Regions from separate parts of the Sus scrofa genome. Here region 1 is linked to region 2. The links are chromatin contacts, called in public Hi-C maps. All regions are on one chromosome and are shown on one strand. The core of a region is the stretch at or near the end of the contact, and the rest is flanking DNA. Distances in the headings are between cores, read along the strand shown. Region 1 holds the start of MFN1 (mitofusin 1). Region 2 holds the start of ZNF639 (zinc finger protein 639).

Region 1 (4,021 bases), core at 630-3,129, 35 kb before region 2:
AAATTAACATTATATTCATCTTTGATTTTCATTTTATTCCTGCTTTTCTGTTATTCCTGATTCACCTACTTTGCCTCTTTTTTTGTAACATTTTTTCCTGAGGTTCTAGAACCAGTGGTAAGTAGATAAGCTAGAGGTTCCCCAGAGAAAGAGAGCCAAAATGGCTTTTTTGACATAAGAGAAGACATTCTGGCCTAAGCCACTTTGTGATCTAAGCCTAACCACAATGCCTGCCCTTAACAGGTCTTAGTAATCAAAGATCTTAAGGGCAGGGAATGAATGCAGGAACAGAGAAAAAGAAGTCAAACAAGAGTACAGTGATAAAGCAGAGTCCCAGTTCCTCCTCAAGAGATATATGTTAAGAATAAATCTTTTTTTTTCTCCACACTGGCAGCATTCGGAAGTTCCGGGGCCAGGGAACAAATCCATGCCACAGCATCAACCTGAGCAGCTGCAGTGACAACACTGGATCCCTAACTCGCTGCACCACAAGACAAATCCTATAATAACATACATGAGTTCTGCAGGAACTAAGGCCCCTATTCAGGCAGAGAACCAAGTGATGACGCTGACCCTCCTCACTTCAATCAACCAAGACTTGGACTCTGTTGATCTTTGCCCCAATTCTCCCCTGAATTCTCCTCCACTCAAGCCACTTGAATTATGTACGTACTCTTAGCCTAAAACTTCCCCAATTTTGCTGTTCAGAGAGACAGAGCTGCAGGAAAGATCCCCAGTGTTCTCCTAAATTGCTGCAAGTAATAAATCCTTCTTTGTCCTGATCTTTGGCTTGGTTGTGTCTACTGGCTCAAAGTGAACCCAATTTACATTCTACAGCTGCCATTTCATTATCTCCTACATAATACTTAACCTACTTAACAGGCTCAATATACAGATGTTAAATTTAACTTCCTTTTCACTTTATTTTAAATTTTTAGAATAAAATACTATTCAAAGTCACTGTGTCAGCTCAAATTATTTCCAAATTGAAAAATCAAGATTCTGTACCAGTACTTTTTTCCCTTATTCAACAAAACTTGAATTGTGTCAGATCTGGTGACAGGGAGAGAATGATAAGGCAGGATTCGCACTCTCTAGGAATTCAAAATCTAGTGAAAAGGGATTAGGAAAAGAAGTTTGATTCTACCAAATGTTTTCCCACAGTCAGCAGAGTTTACAGAACCCCTCCCTTTTCACTGTATGCTTGAAGGTCAACATTATCTCTAAAGTAATATACCATAGAGTATGACATTATCACCTCTATTTGAATAGCTACACCCACGTTAAGATAACTCCTTTTGCCCTTTTCCCACTGCATCCCAGCCTCATTTGAGAGGATAAGACAGGTCTGTCTGAGATCTTAGTTTACCTGCTAAGTGGATAAGGAAGATAAGTATACTGATTCAATGTGGGCTACCCGGCTTTTAGTCTGGGCATTTACCAGCTATGTGATCTTGGCTAAGTCACTTAACTTTTCTGTGCCTTAGTTCCTTTATCTTTAAAATAAGTGAGATTAAAATCTGTCTCAGTGCTGATTTGAGAGTTGAGTTAATAATACAATAAAATGCCTAGAACAGTACCTCACACACAAGCACTTTTTTCTTAGTTGCTATTAATATAAGTCAATCTTCCTCACTTGGTGGGCAGAAAAGTGGTGGGTTTTATGTGTTACAAAGCCCTACATGTATTCAGTAACCCAGGCTGAAAAAATAAAGCACCTTTATGGATTTTCAAAAGTAATTATTTGAAAAATTTAGAGGAACTAACCTTCAACAAAATGTGATCCTTCAGTAACAAACTCCAGTAACTGTTCAAAGATTGCAGTAATTGCCTTTTTAGCCAGCACAAAGTGCTTCAGTGGAGAAGCAGTTTCTGCCATTATGCTGAAAATAAAAAGTACAAATTAAACTTGATGATAAAAGACATCTGAATTAAGGGCACTTTCCAGCAACATATTCTCCTTAACAAAACTTCCAAAAAACTTTTTTTTTTTTTCTTTTTTGTCTTTTTTAGGGTCAAACCTGCGGCATTTGGAGGTTTACAGGCTAGGAGTCCCATCAGAACTACAGCTGCTGGCCTACACCACAGCCACAGCCACAGCAGATCCAAGTTGCCTCTGCAACCTACACTACAGCTCGTGGCAACACCAGATCCTTCACCCACTGAAAGAGGCCAGGGATTGAACATGTGTCCTTCATGGATGCCAGTCAGATTAGTCTCCTCTGAGCCACTATAGGAACTCCCCAAAAAACTTTTAGATGACTGTTCTTTGGGGGGGAAAGGTGTTTTAGTCAAAGACTACTTTGGGGTGATATTCCATTAAAATAAATGAACTCTGTTGGCCAAAATCTTGGTTGCAATTTCTACTTTAGCTCCCTTTACTGACAATGAATCTGGCTAAATTCTGATTCTTAACTACATCTGGGAACAGGATGAGTGAGATGAAGCCAAGTTCACAAACACTAAGTTTCTCAACCTGGACCTCTGGTTGGGTGGAGGTGGATATGCAGAGCAAGGAAATGAATTCCAAGATCATAATGCAATACAAACGTTTAAAAAGCAGCAGTTCTCAACACAACAAATAAGGAGGCAAACCTTAAAGCAAGCCATAGTACCAAGAACTTAAAGGAATATAAATTAAAAAAAAATTATGACAGCTTTTCATGAAAAGATACCAAACAAAAGCGATCACAAACCAGTCTGACCCTGGTGTGCATGTGTGTAAAATGGAGCAGAATGTCCGTAAAGAAGGCTGAGCCTTCCAAAGCGTCAATGAAGGAGCCGCGTGAGAAAGTACAGAGAGGGCAACAACCCGGTTCAGCTGGGTGTGAACACCTACCTTAGGAAAGGGCCTTCCCCGCCCTCCACACGGGCCGCGGGAGCTCCGCCAGCAGGGCTCGCAGCCAGACTCTCCGCCGCACCGGGGGCGCGGGCTTCGGGCTCGCGGACTTTGCGGGCCTGACCCGGCCTCTGGCCCCGCTCACGACCCCGCTGGCTCGCTCCTTTCCGCAGGACCGCGGCGGCGCCTCGTCACAGAGCGCCCCGCGCACGACTCCCCGCCCCACAGCCCGGGCCAGAAGAAGGTCACCCCGAGCAGGGAACCCGCAAGTAGCCGAGGCGACAAGCACTCACCCTGTCTCAGGTCCGACTTGTCACCCAGCAACCGCAGCTCGGCCACAGCCCTCAACCCGCCTCATTCTCCCAAGAGAAGGTGGAAGACTGGGAGGAGGCGGGAGGAGAGGCGAGAGGACAGTCACTTCCGGTCTCCTGCCCTCCCCGATTTTGTTTGGCTCCGTAACCGGAAGTGCGTGTACGCGGAGCGCCATTTTTCTTAAGGGCAGAAGTCAAGGAGTTGAGGTAGGGAATGCTTCCACAAAAACGTTTTCACGGTTATCCGGAACTTCTGCTTGTCCACACTTTCCCTTAAAAGTTTCCCAAACTGCCCAGCCTAGGCATAGCTATCTGCCAGTGGCTGCTTTAATGAGGAAGACCTGAAAGGAAGAGGAGCGAGATGAGGTGGAGTTGGGGGTCCCAGACAAGGATTCCTGCTTCCTGGCCAGCAACAATAAAGGAAAACTTTTTGACCTCATCACCACCCTCTTCTTGAGGTTGGAGCACAGCTGTGTGTGTTTGTTGTATTAGAGGTGAGAATTAGAAAATTGATGTATCCTTGACTAGTGCTTCTCAAATTTTGTACTTAGGAATTTTGTATGTAGGGATCTTGTTAAAGTGCAGATTCTGATTCATTGGGTTAGAAGTGAGGTGGGTAGGTGCATTTCTAACATCTGTGGAGAGCTTCTGCTGCTGGTCTGCACATGGCTCAAAGGAAAGTCCCAGGATGTCTTTTTGGAGTTGGCAAGTGAGGCAGTTTTGCAAATCATAGTGCTAATATCACCTACTTTATGGTAGGCTCTAAAATATACATATTTTGTTAGTATTATTATTATTATTATTATTCTTTTCTTTTTAGGCTTTTTAGGGTCGCACCTGTGGGATATGGAAGTTCCCAGGCTAGGGGTCG
Region 2 (3,789 bases), core at 350-2,849:
TGGCTTTTCACTTAAGATGTCATGTAAACATTTGCTCACTTCTCCTTCTTTCATTGGGAAGATTCTGAATATACTTTTCATTCAAGTCCCACCTTACTCACTTCAAAACAACAGGTGTAATATATGTCACTGAAGTAAAATTAATCAAATCCTTAGGATGTATTCATCCAGAAAAACCACTGTTAACACTTTGTGTAGATGTCAAGACATTTTCTCATGTTACAGTATTCATATATATTTTACATTTACAAAAGGAGACCATGCCATCCAAAACATTCATTTTTTTAAAAAGTAACTTACAAAACACTTGTCAGCATCTTTCCATCTGTCATTTTTTTTCAACAATAAGAACGTCTGCATACAAAACACACTACAGATAACAGGCAGTCACCACTTAAATAGTTCAACCTTTCTGAAGCCTTTCGTGCAATGTAAATATTCTCTTCCTATTTGGTATAAACATAAGACAAGCATTTACAATAAAAAAAAAACCCTACAGATTTACCCTAAAGAGTTTTAAAAGCATGTTCTTTTCTACCCTCATTTTGAAACAAGCATATATTTTCCAGATTTTTAAAAGAAATGAAAATAAAAAAAATGCGACAGGAAAACTTGAACTAGTGCCCGCTATATATCCAACTTAGTGTCCGTTCTTGCTTTTCTCTTTGCTAAGAAATAACCTGCTTCAAATAACTCGTGTCCCTAGGTTGTACTGAAAAACAAAACCAAAAGGGGTTATAGGCACCCTAACAAGTGGCTTAGACTACTGGCTGGAGACGTAGAGCCGGGACCTTCGCCTGAAGGTTGCGGTTCTCCGTGCGTGCACAGGATGCGCCGCCGGAGGGTCAAGATGCCACCCAGCAAGGCCTGAGGGCCAGCGTGGCGTTTGGGGCCAGACGCCCGGAGGGGCCGCGCAAGAACCACCGGGACGCAGCCGTCTCCATCTCCGCGCCACGCACCCGCCCCACCGCAGCCCGGCGACTAGCGGGGCTTCCCAAGCCCCGACCCCAAAGTCAGCGTTCAGAAAAAAGCCGCGGGGGGCAGAGGCAGTCTTCGCAGGGGGTGGAACTGCCTTCGGAATGGGGGAGGGGAGCGCCATCCCGCCAGAAAACGAAAGCAGGATTTCAGTTTAAAAGACGCCATCCGGTCTTCCCTGCTCTCTCCCGCAGGAAGCTGCACCCGATCGGCCCGCTCCGCCCTCACACTCACCAGTGCCCTAGGCCCGCCTAGCCATCCCAGGCGCAGCTCCGAGGCGGCGGCAGCCCAGGCGCCCGAGGGCGGGCGGAGAGGCCGCGCGGCCCTGCCCGCGGGCAGCGCCGCTCCGGCCCTCGCGCTCCCGGGCGCTCAGCGGGGCTGGCCCCACTCCCTCCCCGCGCGCCCTACGCCCAGCCCGCTAGGCCCCGGGCCTAGCTCAGAGGCCGCACTCACCGCCTCGCTCCGCGCCTGCGCCGCACACCTCCCAGGTCCGCAGAGAGGGAGGGGAGGTGACTAGGTGAGAGTCAGGGCCGGGGATCCGGCGGCGTGGCTGCAGTACATAACCGGCCTGGGAGGGACCACCGGCCTCCAGCCCCAGGGGTGGCCCGGCGGCCCGCGCCCCCTGCAGGCACCTCCGCGCCTCTGCACGTCCCTTCTGGGCGAGGGACCGCCCCTCCCGAAACAGGCGAGTGATTCCACCCTCTACAATTGCTCCCCGCCGCCCTGCCGAAGGAACTTAGGCCAGTTTGCCACCAGCCCTCCCTCCCTTCCGGAAGAAGTGGGAGAAGCTAAGCGCGCCAGCCGCCCTTTTCCCACCCAGCTCCTCCAGGGGACGTGCGAGAAAGGTCTTGCTCGGGTTAGGCAATGCGTGGGGCCGCCGCCTGTTGGGGACGAAAAGGGCAGCTGTCCACGGAACTAGAGGGTGAAACTCTTAAAAGATAGAGAGTCATTGTTAGGCTTTAGCGGGATTCCCTGACAAAAAATCTTGGTGGAATGAATGTGAAATTATAGTGGACTGGATTAAACTCCTTTTCCGACCTTGGGTTTCTAGGAGCAGATGTAGAGAGGATTAAATTAAGCATAAATAAACTTGTGAACGGGGTGTGGTCACATGTTTAATTTTTTTTGACAAGGAGTTGAGGTTAGCTCCAATTCGCAATTGGTAAAGTGAGTTTGTGAGGGTAAGAGACTAGGTTTTATTCATTTTTGTAGCTTCTGTACCGGTTCAGATAATTAAGTGAATGATGAAGCCCATAGGCATTATTGTGTGCCCAAGGTCAATCTGTCTTTTTATCCGCTCATCCACTGTGCTTTTTCTGACTACCACATATTAACCAAGCAGCCACCGTAACGAAATAATCATAGATCTCACTGATCCCTTCAACTATCTCCCAGGATATAAAGCCATACTTGAAAGAGACCAGTTTGGGATACTTAATTTTTACTGTCTCATAACTTTCATGTGTGTGCTCAGCCCAAATAAACGAATATTTACGAATGCTGGCATGGCCCGAACCAAAGACGAAGAGATTTAGAGGCATCTTTTAATCCTAGTATAGTTTATATCCGGCACGGAATTGCCAAGTTTGTGGAATTTGTAAAGAACCTTGTGTATCCTTCCCTCCTCTGAGGTAGTCAGGCTCTCTTCATCTGCTGAGGTGATAGCCACAAGGGGGCGTTAGGGAGCCATTTTTTAAGGCTTTGCCAGCAGTGGTGAAAACCATGCGCGGATCTTGGGAAGGAGATCATTTTGCCTGCCAGCGCCAATGCCTTCGTTTAACTACCGTCGTGCTCTGGCTGCATGGGACTTTTGATTTGTGCTGGCAGCTGGACATCAGCTCTTGGTTGGCTAAGCCGACTCTTCTGAGAACCAACTAGTAGAAAAGGTACACCTCAACTAAATTTAGCTTTTATTTCTTTCACCTCTCCTCCATCTGAAACAATATTGTAATTTATCACCGGTTTGGAGTAGGGTTTTTTTTTTGGTTTTTTTTGGCTTTTTAAGAGACATTATCCAGTGAAATATTACTGTAACTCCTGAAGTGAACCTGTGTTAAATAAATTACTGGCGAAGACAGTCTCAATTTCTGAGCATAATTTGCCAAAAGTCAAAACACTTGTTTTTTATGAACTTGAATATTTACTCCATTCTTGACTATTTGTATTTCTTTTGTGAATTTTGAGTTTATATCCTTTGCTCATTTTTTTTCCCCAGGCTGTTTATCCTTATTTAAAAAATGAGGTTTTTAGCGTTTTATCTGAGATATATGTTGTATATATTTCTTTCCAGTTTGTTGTTTCTAATTTTTAATTTTGTTAATGGCTTAAACATTTAAAATTGTCGTGCAATCAAGTCTATTAATCTTTTCCTTTACAGGTTCTGTTGTTGGCCTTATGCCGAAATAATCTTTTATTCTACCCAATATCTAGTTGCATTTTTTTACTTTTACTTTTTAGTTGATCTGTAATTTGTTTTGGGATATAAGATGACTTTTTCTCTCTATCATAGTCTTTTTTCTTATTTCTCTCCATCTTGTATAACAGCCTGAAATTAAAATTGTGAGAATAAAATTGCTTCATCTGATGCTCAAATAACCTCGTAAGGCATTCATTTGCAAGCTTTAACTGCACCAGATTGACTGAGAGGTGATTGTTAAAATATAAAGGTCTGTGCTCTATCTCCGGAGTTTGTCATTGGATAAGTCTGGGGTGGAACTGGAGCAGCGGTATTTCTAACAAGTTCTCAGGTGATGCTGATGTTGCTGGCTCAGGATCACAGTTTTAAGAACCACAAGCTTAAGGCTTTCCCCACCG

Evidence for each region. Hi-C and Micro-C count contacts between places; a contact is called where the count stands out from the background.
Region 1: a Hi-C map of skeletal muscle shows a contact between it and region 2, with 2.4 times the contacts expected there. The contact joins the promoter of MFN1 here to the promoter of ZNF639 in region 2. A contact is called at or near these places in 1 of 5 promoter capture datasets (liver), 6 of 47 Hi-C or Micro-C datasets (alveolar macrophages, heart right ventricle, liver and 1 more) and 2 of 2 datasets of contacts at active chromatin or transcription factors (alveolar macrophages and skeletal muscle).

What each region holds. Positions count from the first base shown.
Region 1 is chr13:117,403,895-117,407,915 of Sscrofa11.1, reverse strand. It overlaps MFN1 (mitofusin 1), which reads right to left and starts at 1,879. Exons shown (of 17, transcript NM_001315732.1): 1 at 1,768-1,879. The coding sequence starts at 1,879. It overlaps LOC110256374 (a long non-coding RNA gene), which reads left to right and starts at 3,369. Exons shown (of 3, transcript XR_002337762.1): 1 at 3,369-3,644.
Region 2 is chr13:117,368,352-117,372,140 of Sscrofa11.1, reverse strand. ZNF639 (zinc finger protein 639) reads right to left here and starts at 1,599. Exons shown (of 7, transcript NM_001244656.1): 1 at 1,576-1,599; 2 at 1,429-1,511. KCNMB3 (calcium-activated potassium channel subunit beta-3) reads left to right here and starts at 1,835. Exons shown (of 4, transcript XM_021069862.1): 1 at 1,835-2,861.